Linked DNA regions of Mus musculus: regions 2 and 3 are each linked to region 1. Evidence: chromatin contacts called from public HiChIP or PLAC-seq data. All regions are on one chromosome and are shown on one strand. The core of a region is the stretch at or near the end of the contact, and the rest is flanking DNA. Distances in the headings are between cores, read along the strand shown. Region 1 holds the start of Fcor (Foxo1 corepressor). Region 2 has its middle 64 kb from the start of Ccl25. Region 3 holds the start of Prr36 (proline rich 36).

Region 1 (3,983 bases), core at 767-3,266:
TCTCATAAGGACAACATTTAATTGGGGCTGGCTTACAGGTTCAGAGGTTCAGTCCATTATCACCAAGGCAGGAGCATGGCAGCATCCAGGCAGGCATGGTGCAAGAGGAGCTGAGAGTCTTACCTCTTCATCTGAAGGCTGCTAGAACACTGGCTTCCAGGCAGCTAGAAAGCCGGTCTTAATGCCCACATCCGCAGTGATGCACTTCCTCCAACAAGGCCACACCCACTCTAGCCAGGCCACACCTCCAAATAATGCCATTCCCTGGCCAAGCACATTGAAACCACCACAGTGGAGAAGCAGAGAGTTGAGGGGATAGTCAACCCAAAGTAGGTATGTATGAAAATATCATAAAATAAGCTAATTAAAAATAGCAATAAAAGAACAAATGTTCAGTGTAGATTTCTGCATGGGCTTGAACCTGTCCCTGGGGTGTGGCTGCTGGAGCAGACCCTTACCCTCCAGGGTGCACACGAGTATAAGTGTGCCTCTGTGTGCTGGCAGCCTAAGCCCTGTAATACGTCCCTTACTGTCTCTGAATGCATGGATATATACGAGCCCCTAAGTGAGTACCCAGAGTGCGTATGTATAGCTGAGCACACCCTACTAGTGTCTGAGCATTATGTGTCCCCTTCCACCATATATAATACAAATAAAGGAAACCCTGTAGTCATGTAGGGGTAGACAAATGCGTATAATAAGCCCAGGCCTAGGGAGGCATAGCGTGAAACTCTAGACTAGATGCAAGTCTGCCTGTCCCAAGGTCTCTCCTTTTCCCCCATAGTCAGCTGTAATAGAAAGACATCAACATCAGACTCAGATGACTCTGTATTGTCCTTGCTAGTGAAGGTAGAAGGCGGGGGAGTTACATTAGGCTATGCATGCTAGCACATGCCTTTAGTCCCAGCATTTAGGAGGCAGCAGCAGGTGGATCTTTGTGAGTTCAAGTCCAGCCTGATATATAGAGTTCCAATAGAGCCAGGGCTCTGTAGAAAGACTCTCTCACCACTACCATCACCACACTAAAAAAGAAAGAAAAAGAAAGTGGGGGTTATCTTTTTACCCTAGTTTCAGTGTGTATTATTTATTAATAGAAAAATCACTCCTCACGATGAATGACATGGAAATATACCATGCAAGGCTGGAGAAATGGCTCAGAGGTTAGGAGTGCTTCCTGCAATTCCCAGGACCCTGAGTTCAGTTCTCAGCTCCCCTTTTGGGCAGCTCACAACTGTTTGTAGCTAGCTTCAGAAGATCTGATGTTACCTCCTAGCATGCACGCACACATTTCTTTATTTTAATAAATTTATGTTTATTTAGATGTATTTGTGTGCATGTCTGTGTGTATGCCACATGTATACAGGTGCTTTCGGGAGGTCGTCTGGAGCTGGAGTTACAGGCATTTATGAATTGCCTGATGTGTATGCTAGACATTGAACTCAGGACCTCAGGATTCACCATTTAAGTGCTCTTAATAACGGAGACATCTCTCTAGCCCAATAAATCTTTTTTTTTTTTTTTTAAAAGGAAATTCACCAAGCCTCAGATTCTTGGATATACATAAAAGAACATGTGCCCTAGGGCATGCACATTATCCTGAGACCAGAGGCTAACTGCCCTAGAAAAGCAAGAGATCATAGCCCAGTGCCAGCTAGTGTCAGGCACGATCCTGGTAGACACGCGCTCCCCCTTGTGGCAGTTTTCCGTACACCCCTGCTCCTCCCCCGTACCTGCACGAAAAGCTCCCCTTTTAGGACTCCCCTTCAGAGCATTTTGCTAAGATCCGGTGCAGTTCCCAGCCCTACCTGCACCGGTCTCATCCTTTCTCTGTGTATCTGCGCTGCGTCTCCCAGTCTATCTGCTTTGGATGGTCCTGCGGTGGTGAAGTGGAAGTCTCGAAGTCCCGGCCCTGGAGCAGCTCTGGTGGAAGGGCCTCCTAAGCATTCCGCAGAGCCCTCTTCCTGATGGCGGCGTGTAGGACCGCCCATTCCCATCCATCCTTGCAAACCCGGGGTCTGGTGCGTGCACAGCGGGGAAGGGCTCGGCTCCAATTCCATTTCACAAGAGTGTTCTTGCTTCACCCAGAGAGGCGTCCTAGGCTCCAGTTCACCGTCCTTTCCAGGAACCTTCTGCTACCATCTCGCTCTTTGGTCTGCTGTGGCTTCATAGTCTCCTCTAGGAGAGATGGCCTCTGTCTCCTTCCTAAAGGGTTAATGTAGCGAGGCAGGTCAGGGTCCTGGCAAAGGACCACCGGAGAAGGCAGGTGATATACTTTTCTCTTCCATAATTCCTCTTCTTTCCCCTAGTATAGGTTGGGCTAATACGGTGTAGGCTACTCTATCCATCCCCCTTCGCTTTTCCTTTCCCCTTTGGATGCTGGCCTGAGTATGCTTTTAAACTTCCTAACAGTCTGGCTTGGGTTTTCCTTAGTCCTTTTTCTAGAGCTCCAGTCCCATCAAGTGTGGCTGACCTCCATGACAGCGGATCTTCTTCATTCTCCTTGGCTTGCTTGCCCTGAGACTACAGGTTGCCTGCCCTGGACTTTCCATTTTAAACTCGAATAAATTGCCCCGAAAATTCCATTTGAGTCAGTGTCTACATTTCTGACTTTTTCTTCTCTGTAGCCTAAGCTGACCTTAAACCAGACCCGTTGTTACAGATGGCATGGCTGTTGGCCGGGTTGGGGATTCATAGCTCATACGTTTATGTTTTCACCTATGAGTTATATCCACCTAGTTACAATCAGAGGGACCCAGGGCACTTCCACTCCGGCGAACACTAGAATATAAAAGCCCCAGGCAGATGTCTTCCTTCCTCCTATCTCCCCAGGCTTTGGATCCAGGCTTTGGATCCAACGTGACTTTGAGGTGCTTGGGAAATGTCTGTTGACTGAGGGCCAGTGAGAAGAGTCAGAGAGTACAAGTGTCTCTTGGAGGGCAGTCATGATAGATCCCTTTTGGTGAGTGCTCCATAGCCTCAGTAATAGTGTCAGACCTTGGGACCTTCCCTTGAGCTGGATCCCACTTTGGGCCTGTTGCTGGACCTCCTTTTTGGGAGTCAAGCAATCTTATCCATGGCGTTCCAGTGTCTTCTTTTCTCTGTCACTTTTTTTTCTGTCATTGGTTCTTTTGAGACAGGGTCTTACTCTATAACCTTGGCTGGCTTTGAACTCAAAACCCATTCTGCTTTAGCTTCCTAAATGCTGAGACTACCTACAGGCCTGAGTCACTGTAACAGCTCTCTCTCTCTCTCTCTCTCTCTCTCTCTCTCTCTCTCTCTCTCTCTCCCTCTCTCTCTCCCTCCCTCCCTCCCTCCCCCTGTGTTGTTTTGTTTATGGCAGGGTCTCGCTATATGACCTTGGTTGCTATGGAGCTTGCTATGTAGACTAGGCTGGTCTTAAACTCACAGAGATCCACCTGTCTCTGCCTGCTTCTTGCTGAGATTAAAGGTGTGCACCACTTTGCCTAGCCTCTCATTGAGAGAGAGAAAAAGATAAATTTCTCCACTCATGCTGTCCAGTAGCAGCTTTTGTGTTCTTCAAGCGCGGGCAGTATGAGCTGAGCTGTATCTATTTTGAAAATACACACTTGGTTTTTTAACACTAGGAAGAAGTGGTAATAGCAAAGACAAGAGACATAAGGAAAATTAAAAATCAATACCCATTATTAACATTTCTTTATTGTAGTAGTCAGGGTTCACTAGAGTCACAGAACTTATGGGTAGTCTCTATATAGTAAAGGGATGAACCACTGAGCCATCTCTCCAGCACTAAAATGTACTAAAGCATTTAAAAAATAGTATTTTGGGCCAGGGGATGACCTCGTCTGTAAAGTGCTTGCTGCACAAGGATTAGGGTCTTGCTTCAATTCCCAAAACCCACATGTAAGGCCAGACATATAGGCGCACAACCGTAATCCCAGAGCTGAGGAGACAAAGACAGGGGAGGGGAACTCTGAGGCTCATGGTCTGCCATCTCAGTTGAA
Region 2 (3,983 bases), core at 782-3,281, 740 kb after region 1:
CTTGAAGTGGGTCAAGGCTAAGTGTCAAAGCTTGATTTCAGTGCCTTAATCCCTGCATGATCTTAATCCTCAATGAGACTCTATGTCCTAGAGATTGCATAAACTCCCAAACAGAGCCAACCGCAGGGGACAAAGGGTTCAAACACATGAGCCTATGGAGGCACTTCTCATGCCAAAAACCATGCTCCTTTCTTGTTGCAGACTTAGAAACACCCTGAGAGAACAGATTCAGTGAGGAAGGATTCATTTTGGCCTACTGTTCCAGAAAGGTACAGTCCATTGTCATGGGGAAATGGACAGCAAAAGCTTCCTTACCAGTGGCTAGCCTACTGAAGGAAATATCTCTACTTTCCTAGCAACCATGAACTGTCTGTTTATAGATTTTTAGGGAGGGGCAGAGACTTGTGAACGCTCCCTGATTTACATGGTAGGAGGTTAATGGGCCCAATCTTGTGTGGATAGTCTTAGATGCTAAGGGTTAAAGAGTACAACCAAACAGGAGGTTGTAGCACACTCCTTTAACCCATGCACTCAGGAGGAAGAGGTAGGCAGATCTCTAACTTTGAGGCTAGCCTGGACTGCAGAGTGAGTTCAGGACAGCTAGGGCTACACACAGAAAACTTGTCTCAAAAAGCAAAAAAAAAACAAAAACAAAAACAAAACAAAACAAAAAGATTTTAAAAGAAACACAACTGATGCGTCACACCCAGATGACAAGCAAGGCTACCTCAACATTCTACCCACCTCTATTGGGTTTTACACATTCCAAGCCCTCTGTGAGAACGTGAAGAAGGGCTCTGGAATGGATATTTCCCAGGCTGTGTTAAAACACTGGGGAGCGGCTCAGGACTTTATGTTGGGTGTGACCACAGGGTTGTTTTCTGCAGACTAGGAAGGACCAACAGGCTGGGTGTGAGTTAGCTTTCCTGGAAGACAGAAGACCTTGCACCTACGTAAGTGATGTCATATGTGCCTGCTCAGCCTCTCTTCCTGTGGTCATTCGTGCTCACTGAGAATCTGCTTGTCAGCGTCCTACCCTGCCCCAAATCTGGAGTTTACTAGTTAGGTAAACATATATGCAACATCTACCATGTGTGCCAAGTGTTTCACATTCATTGTTGCAAGTCCCTATATGTAAAGTGCACAGCTCAAGGTCAGTTGTAAAAAACTAAGGCCCAAGTACAGAATCGATTAAATGCAAACTGAAAAACTCAGAAGTCCCAGCATGACAAAATGACTCTCAGACAACCTCAGTACTCAGTAGCACGCACTGAGTCAGACTGAGTGAATGAATGAATCTGAGCAAGTCTGATACGGATGGGAGAAATGAGTGACAGTGGCTGGAGGAGAATGGAATGGGACAGACAGAGATGGGCCAGGAAAGCTGGGAGTGTGGTCATATTCTGAAGTCAGGAGGATCAGATCAAAGTTGGAAGACACAGGTGGCAAGGTGTCAAGTACTGCAATTCAGAGAGTCTGTCAATAGAGGGCACTCCAAGTCTTGGCCTAGATTATGTGCCTCACTGCCCCCCAACTTAAATTTACATGTATTTATTCATATGTGTGTGTGTGTTTGTGTGTGACTGTGTGTGTGTGTGCGCGCTCTTGCATGCGCACGTGCGCATGCATGCACACCCACATATCATCATGTACTCATATGGAGGTCAGAGGGCAACTTGTAGGGATTGGTTCTGTTGTTTACCATGTTTGTTGTTTGTTCCTGGTGATTGAACACAGGTTCTCTGCGTTGGCAGCTGGTTTACCTGCTAAGCTATTTCACTGGCTCTTGCCTCTCTCTCCCTCTCTCCTTCTCTCTCTCTTCCTTTCCCCTTTAAACAATCTTTTATTTATTCTCTGGCAATTTCACACACACATATAATGCATCTGTCTAAAGTCCTCAGACACACTCCAACATGCCCCTTCCTCACACTCTCCACCTCCTTTTTTTTTCTCCTTTCTTTTAGAAATAATCCACTGAGTATAATTAGCTGCCTGTGGGAATGTCGGCTGATCTTGGCTTGAGCCTGTACAGGTCTTGTGCAAGTAACCATACGCGTTTGCATTCCTTCTAGGCTCTGCCCCATAGTTACCTGGCAACAGCTAAGTATGCCTGACTCACTATAAAAGGGGCTGTTTGCCGCCTCCTCCTCCTCCTCACTCTCTTACTCTCTCTGTCCCTTCTCTTCCCATAACTCCCCCCCCCCATGGCTGGCTGGCCTCTCTCTCTCTCTCTCTCTCTCTCTCTCTCTCTCTCTCTCTCTCTCCCCTCCTCTCTTCCTCCCCCTCTTTCTCCCTCTTTCTCTCCCACTTCTCTCTGCCTTTCTCTGTCTCTACTCCCTCCCCTCCCCTCCCCATGCCCTAAATAAGCTCTTTTCCATACTATAGTTCAAGTGACTGGTCCCTCAGGGGAAAGGGATGCCTCAGTATGGGCCCACAAAGACACCCCTTTCCACCTTACTGTACATATTCCTGGTTTTTTCTTCCTTTTCTTTTTTATAAAACATAACAATACCTGTGGTGAGTTCATGAGTGCAATGACCACACCACATCCAGAAGACAGCATTTCACAGTGGCCCTCCACATCCTCCAGTTCTTCCATTGTTTCTGATACCACTTCTGCAATGTTCCCTGAGTCTCAGTGAGATTGATATAGATGTCTCATTCAGGGTTAAGCATTCAAAAGTCATTTATTCTCAACCTTGATCAGTCAGGGGTCTCTGCATTACCTGGTGCCTGCTGCAGAAAGAGGCTAAGAGCAGGACTAATATATATGCATACACAGAAACATTTAGAAGGCAATTTGACAACACACCCATTTTGTAAAAGAGCAGCAGCAGGCCCCCTCCTAGGGCTTATGACCTCTGAAGTTCTGGGATTTTGACCAGCTCTGAAGTCCTAGGCATGGACTTCCTATTGTGGAGCAGCAATAGGGAAATACAGAGGAGCAAATCCTTGGGTCTTGCCAACCAGCCAGCCTAGAAAACTCAAGGAGCTCCAGGTCAATGAGAGATCTTTCCAAAAACATAGCATGAACAATTGAGAAAGACACCTAACGCATGTTTCTGGTCCCTCCTTCCCCAGTATTCACACACAGGTGCACACACATATGAATACACAAATCAACTGGAAATGAAAATGATGATATTTGTATACATTGGGATAAGAAACCAAAATATCATTTTAGGCTGTGTGAGATCTCTTGGCAGGTAAATACACTTACATATAGCCTGATGACCTGCCTGAGACTCACATAGTGGAAGGGAGAACTGATTCCTTCAAGTTGTCTTCTGACCTTCACACAGATGCTATAGTGTGAGCATACCACCCAAATATACGTTTAAAAAGTTTAAGTTGTCAGCTTGTCCGTCCGTCCGTCCGTCCTTCCTTCCTTCCTTCCTTCCTTCCTAACGTGGTATCTAGGAGCTGGAGAGATGCTCTGGCGTTAAGAGCAGCGGCTGCTTTTGCCCTAGTTCTGAGTTTGGTTCTAAGCACCCACTTTAAGGAGCTCATGATAACCTGTGATTCTATCTCTTTTTTCTGGCCTACTTGCATCTGTGTGTGCATGAGTCTTTCCACACAAATCGAAAATGACAAAAATAAATCCCAAAGGATGTCTAAAGCATGCTTATGAGGGACTGGAAAGTTGGCCTGGTGCTTGAGAGCACTCCTGCTTTTGCAGAGAACTAGGGTTCAACTTCCAGCACTCACAAGGCAGCTCATAATTATCTGTTTTATATATATATATATATATATATATATATATATATATATATATATATATAAAATACACACACACACACACACACATATATGTATATAAATCTATGCGGGCTAAAGAGATGGTTCAGTAGTTATCTTAGTATCTTAGTTTGGGTTTTATCGCTATGAAGAGACATCATGACCAAAGCAAATTTTATGAAGGACAACATTTAACTGGGGCTGGCTTACAATTTCAGATGTTTAGTCCATTATCATCATGGTGG
Region 3 (3,983 bases), core at 1,033-3,532, 540 kb after region 1:
ATGGCAGGGGAGGGGGCTCCTGAGGTGGGCCCTAAAGAATCTGCAGACAAAACTAAAGTCCAAAAGAAACATAAGCATCTCGGGGCTGGTTGCCTTCAAAGACTGATAGAAACCTACTTGTCTCCAGATCACATACCTCTTCGTGTTCCAGAGTTCAGAGTATTCCTTTTGGGCGTCTCTGGTGTTTTACCTCTGGCCGAGGGTTCCTTAGTCGGAGGTTGGAGTCTCTTCTGGACAACAGGGCCTGGTCTGGGCACAGGAAGACCAGTTGTTAGCATTCCCAATTTCACATTTTCCCATCTGTGAAATAGAGTTGCTTGACTTTCTGTGACCCAACCAATAATGGCTTTTGCCCAATTTGTGTCCATTATCTGCAAGTGTTCCTGAGCTATCTCATATGTAATATTTTTGTGTATGTGTGTGCACATGTGTATACAGTTGTACTCACCCATCGCCCCCCATTGCCTGTGCATGTGGAGGCCAGAGATAAACACCAACATTTAGCTGGACCCATTTTTCTGCCTTGTTTTATTTTCTGTTTTGCTTATTATTACTATGTGGACTGTGTAGGCTGGCCTTGAACTTACAGAGATCCACATGCCTCTGGCTTCTAAGAGCTGGGATTAACAGCAAGTGCTACTACACTTGGCTATTTTTTGGGGGACAGGATCTCTCACAGAAACTGATGTTTGACACTTCCTCTGCTGAGCACCAGAAACACACCTCTTTTCTTCCCACCCAGAGCTGAGGTTACAGTGATACATCAAGATCAGCTTTTACATAGGTGCTGAAGTTTCAAACTCAGGACCTCATATTTGTGCAGCAAGCACTTTAGCACACCAAGCTACCTTTCCAGCCCATTCATGTCTAAGATCAAAAGGTTCCAAATTGCTAACCCTTGCTTGGGGAATTAGGGAGTTGGGGGAATTAACTTATTACCTGGCAATCCCACTGCTGGCACGCCCGGGGCTAGAAATAGAGCCCTGGCCAGGGGTCTTCATAGGGGCCCTCTCTCCTTTCCCAGAAGCTGGGGGCCTGTTGGCTTCAGGGAGAAGACAAAAATCAGTGGTACTTCTGAAAAAGAGGAGTATCTAAGAAGGAAGAGAGAAGGTAAGCAGAGTGCAGATGGAGGTCACAAATAAAGCTGAGTACCTGGGCTACGAGGACCTGCCCCAGCACTGCGCGCTGGTGCCCCGTGAATAGTGGTCTGTGGAAGAGCTGCTTTGCTGGTCTGTGGAAGAGCTGCTTTGCTGGTCTGTGGAAGAGCGGCTTTGCTGGTCTGTGGAAGAGCGGCTTTGCTGGTCTGTGGAAGAGCGGCTTTGCAGACGCCTGGGGCTCGCTCCACCAGGGACCTTCGCCCCATAGCTCCGTTTGCTTCCAAGACTCGAAGGGCAGCAGTGGTCACAGGGGGAGGAGGTCGAGCGGACCCAGAAGGAGGCCTAGGGGTCAGAAGGCCAGGGGGTCGTGAAGACGGCATTCGCGGGGCAGTTCCTGATTTGACGCTATCCCTCTTGTCCATACCGCACCTAATGAGGAAGACAGGAGGCTTGGTATCCCAGGTCCTGAACCAATCACTACAAACCATCCTGAAGCCTCCCTGTGCTTCCTTCTAGCATCGCCACCCATGGGTGCCTAAACCTCAGCCTAAAGAGCCTCGATTTGTTTTTCTTCTAAGCACCCACACCCGCTCACCAACCTGGCCGCTTTCAAGTCCTACGGCTACCTCCATCCCCAAGGCTAAGACGCCCTGTTCAGTCCCCACCCTCCGACCCCCGACCCCGCCTCTGCCCTATTACAAGAACAACATCCACTCCCCTACCCCCTCGCCTCTTGAAAACCTAAATGACCAATCCGGCAAACAGGGAAATGCCTCCGGCTTCCAGATTCAGGGGCCTCAGTGTGCACGCCGATGGGGCTTCGCCAGCGTCCTTCCTCAGGTTCCACAGGCACCTGCACAGAGAAAAAGAGTGGCCTTGTTGCCCGCGAACGGGCTCTGGGAGACAAAGAGCTGACCCCTCCCCCAGTCTGGTCCCCTATGCCAACGATCCGCCCGATCCACCTGCTCACAGCACGCGTTCACCTCCGCCTCTGGGCACCAGCCGCTCCACACAGGGTCGCTTGGGGTGGGGCTGGGCCGGAGAGCAGTAGCGGGGAGCAGCGAAAAGGCAAGGGGAGGGGGCTTCAAGCGACAGAGCCTAGGGAGCTTGGCCACGGCCCCGCCCCCCAGCTTCGGGTGGGGAGAGTAGAGGATGCGCGCACTCGCTCTCGGTCCAGAGCCGAGAGCGTGCCGAGAGGGCTAAGAAAAGAGGCGCGCCTCCGAGGGAGGTGCGGGTGCTGCCTCCCTGTAATACCCCAGAAGAGGCCGATTTCAATGGTCGTGTCTAGCAACCACAGAACTCGAGAGGCTCAGTGGGGGAATCCTTGAAGACCCTCACAGTCCTCTACTCAAGCTCTTGCACCTGCTCCGACACCCCCCTTCTCTAGCACTTGGAGACAGACACTCTCCTAGACAAGGGATAGGCTGGGCCTTGGCAACCAGTAGGGCGGGATCATTGTGCCTCTGGCCCACCAACCAATCCAGCCATTTTGTGTGCCCTGGTCCTCTTTTCCTGCACTTGATGACTATGGAGGCTAGATAGTCCTGCGACACCTGTGCCAGGTCACCTATTTTGTAACTTTGACTTTTCTCACAGCCCTTACCTGATACGGTTGGTGGGAGAATGAGAACCCTGGGAGTTACTTTGTATTACATTTTATTTGGTGTGTGTGTGTGTGTGTGTGTGTGTGTGTGTGTGTGTGTGTGTCCTTGTGCACATGTCACTGCATACTGGTAAAAGTCAAAGAACAACTTGTAGGGCTCAGTTCACTCCTACAACCAGTGGGTCCTGGAGATAGAATCCAGGTGATCAGACTTGGCCGTAAGTGTCTTTACCCACTGAGCTATCTCACCAGGCCCCAAACTCTTGGACTTAGAGGATGCACAGCAGATCCCAGAGTTGAGAGGAGAGAGGAAGAATAGCGGGATGAAAGAAAGGGAGAGAAATAGGAAACACGATGGTGGCTCTGCCTTCTGTGGGGCAGAGCATCTCAACTTTGCTGGCCCACAGGCAGTCAAGTCCTCAGAAACTTCCTGGCAGAGCTGAATTTGTGGAGTATCAAAAAACACGATTACAGAGGGAAAGAGAACTCTCTAAAATGTGTATGAAGAAACTGAGAGCACTCTGAGTATCTCAACCCAGTTGAACAACTAAAAGCTGTCACTTTAGTTTAGTTTGCCAGCTCATGGATCCAGTGGGGCAGGTGTGCCTTATAAGGCATCTTACCCATAGAGGATGTTAAACCAAGACCCTGGTCTGTAAGGGATCTCTGAAGTATATGGGCTCATTGAGTTGGCATTTTGGGCTGTACAGCCAATACTCTAGAGATACAGGCAGAAGGCTCCTGAGTTCCGGGTCCGCCTGGGCTACTTAAGGTTTATTGACTCATCACAGTGCTAACTAGATAAAAGAAATGAGTCCAGGAACATCTTCAAAAGTTTCAGAAGGAGGGCTAGCAAGCAGCTGGAATGAGGTCTGCTGGACCTAGAATTAAGAGCATTTTCAGGGCTGGCCATGTAGCTCAGTTGGCAGAGTATTTCTGTGGCATACAAAAAGTCCTGGTCTCTATCCTCAGCAACACATAAACCTGGAATGGTGGTGTGCAGCTATCATTCCAGCACTTGGTGGGTGGAGACCAATTGAAAATCAATTTCAACATCATCTTTGGCTGAGAGATAATTGGAGACCAGCCTGGGCCTGTCTCAAAAACAAAACAAAACAAAACAAAAAGCAAAACAAACAAAAAACCAAAACAAAACAAAGAACAACAGCCGGAGTAGTGGCTACACACCTTTAATCTTAGCATTCAGGAGGCAGAGGTAGGCAGATCTCTGTGAGTTTGAGTCCAGCCTGATCTACACAGTGAATTCCAGGACAGTCAGAACT

Evidence for each region. HiChIP or PLAC-seq counts read pairs in DNA pulled down with a chosen protein or histone mark.
Region 2: an H3K4me3 HiChIP or PLAC-seq map of stem cell-derived neural progenitor cells shows a contact between it and region 1, with 2.9 times the contacts expected there. The contact joins the enhancer-like site here to the promoter of Fcor in region 1. A contact is called at or near these places in 4 of 39 promoter capture datasets (embryonic stem cells, hippocampal neurons and pre-B cells), 6 of 115 datasets of contacts at active chromatin or transcription factors (astrocytes, embryonic stem cells, large pre-B cells and 1 more) and 1 of 9 other capture datasets (embryonic stem cells).
Region 3: an H3K27ac HiChIP or PLAC-seq map of embryonic stem cells shows a contact between it and region 1, with 2.8 times the contacts expected there. The contact joins the promoter of Prr36 here to the promoter of Fcor in region 1. A contact is called at or near these places in 12 of 39 promoter capture datasets (the C10 cell line, cranial neural crest, embryonic stem cells and 5 more), 1 of 15 datasets of contacts at CTCF or cohesin (stem cell-derived epiblast-like cells), 2 of 484 Hi-C or Micro-C datasets (embryonic stem cells and muscle stem cells), 8 of 115 datasets of contacts at active chromatin or transcription factors (astrocytes, embryonic stem cells, fetal liver and 2 more) and 4 of 9 other capture datasets (adipose tissue, embryonic stem cells, liver and 1 more).

What each region holds. Positions count from the first base shown.
Region 1 is chr8:3,670,375-3,674,357 of GRCm38.p6, forward strand. It overlaps Fcor (Foxo1 corepressor), which reads right to left and starts at 2,017. Exons shown (of 2, transcript NM_001357661.1): 1 at 1,806-2,017; 2 at 811-1,022. The coding sequence starts at 1,994. The coding sequence ends at 885. It overlaps Gm45231 (a long non-coding RNA gene), which reads right to left. Exons shown (of 2, transcript XR_870093.2): 2 at 3,646-3,983.
Region 2 is chr8:4,411,905-4,415,887 of GRCm38.p6, forward strand. No RefSeq gene overlaps it. Among named protein-coding and RNA genes, the nearest start is that of Ccl25, 64 kb to the left of the region's middle. Within about 2 kb of position 2,032, at least 34 of the 459 cell types and tissues checked have an H3K27ac peak or open chromatin away from gene starts, as enhancers often do. A contact at or near this core is called in astrocytes and stem cell-derived neural progenitor cells, where this site is marked.
Region 3 is chr8:4,215,030-4,219,012 of GRCm38.p6, forward strand. Prr36 (proline rich 36) reads right to left here and starts at 2,283. Exons shown (of 7, transcript NM_207203.2): 1 at 2,060-2,283; 2 at 1,839-1,950; 3 at 1,153-1,526; 4 at 940-1,042; 5 at 137-249; 6 at 1-52. The coding sequence starts at 1,519.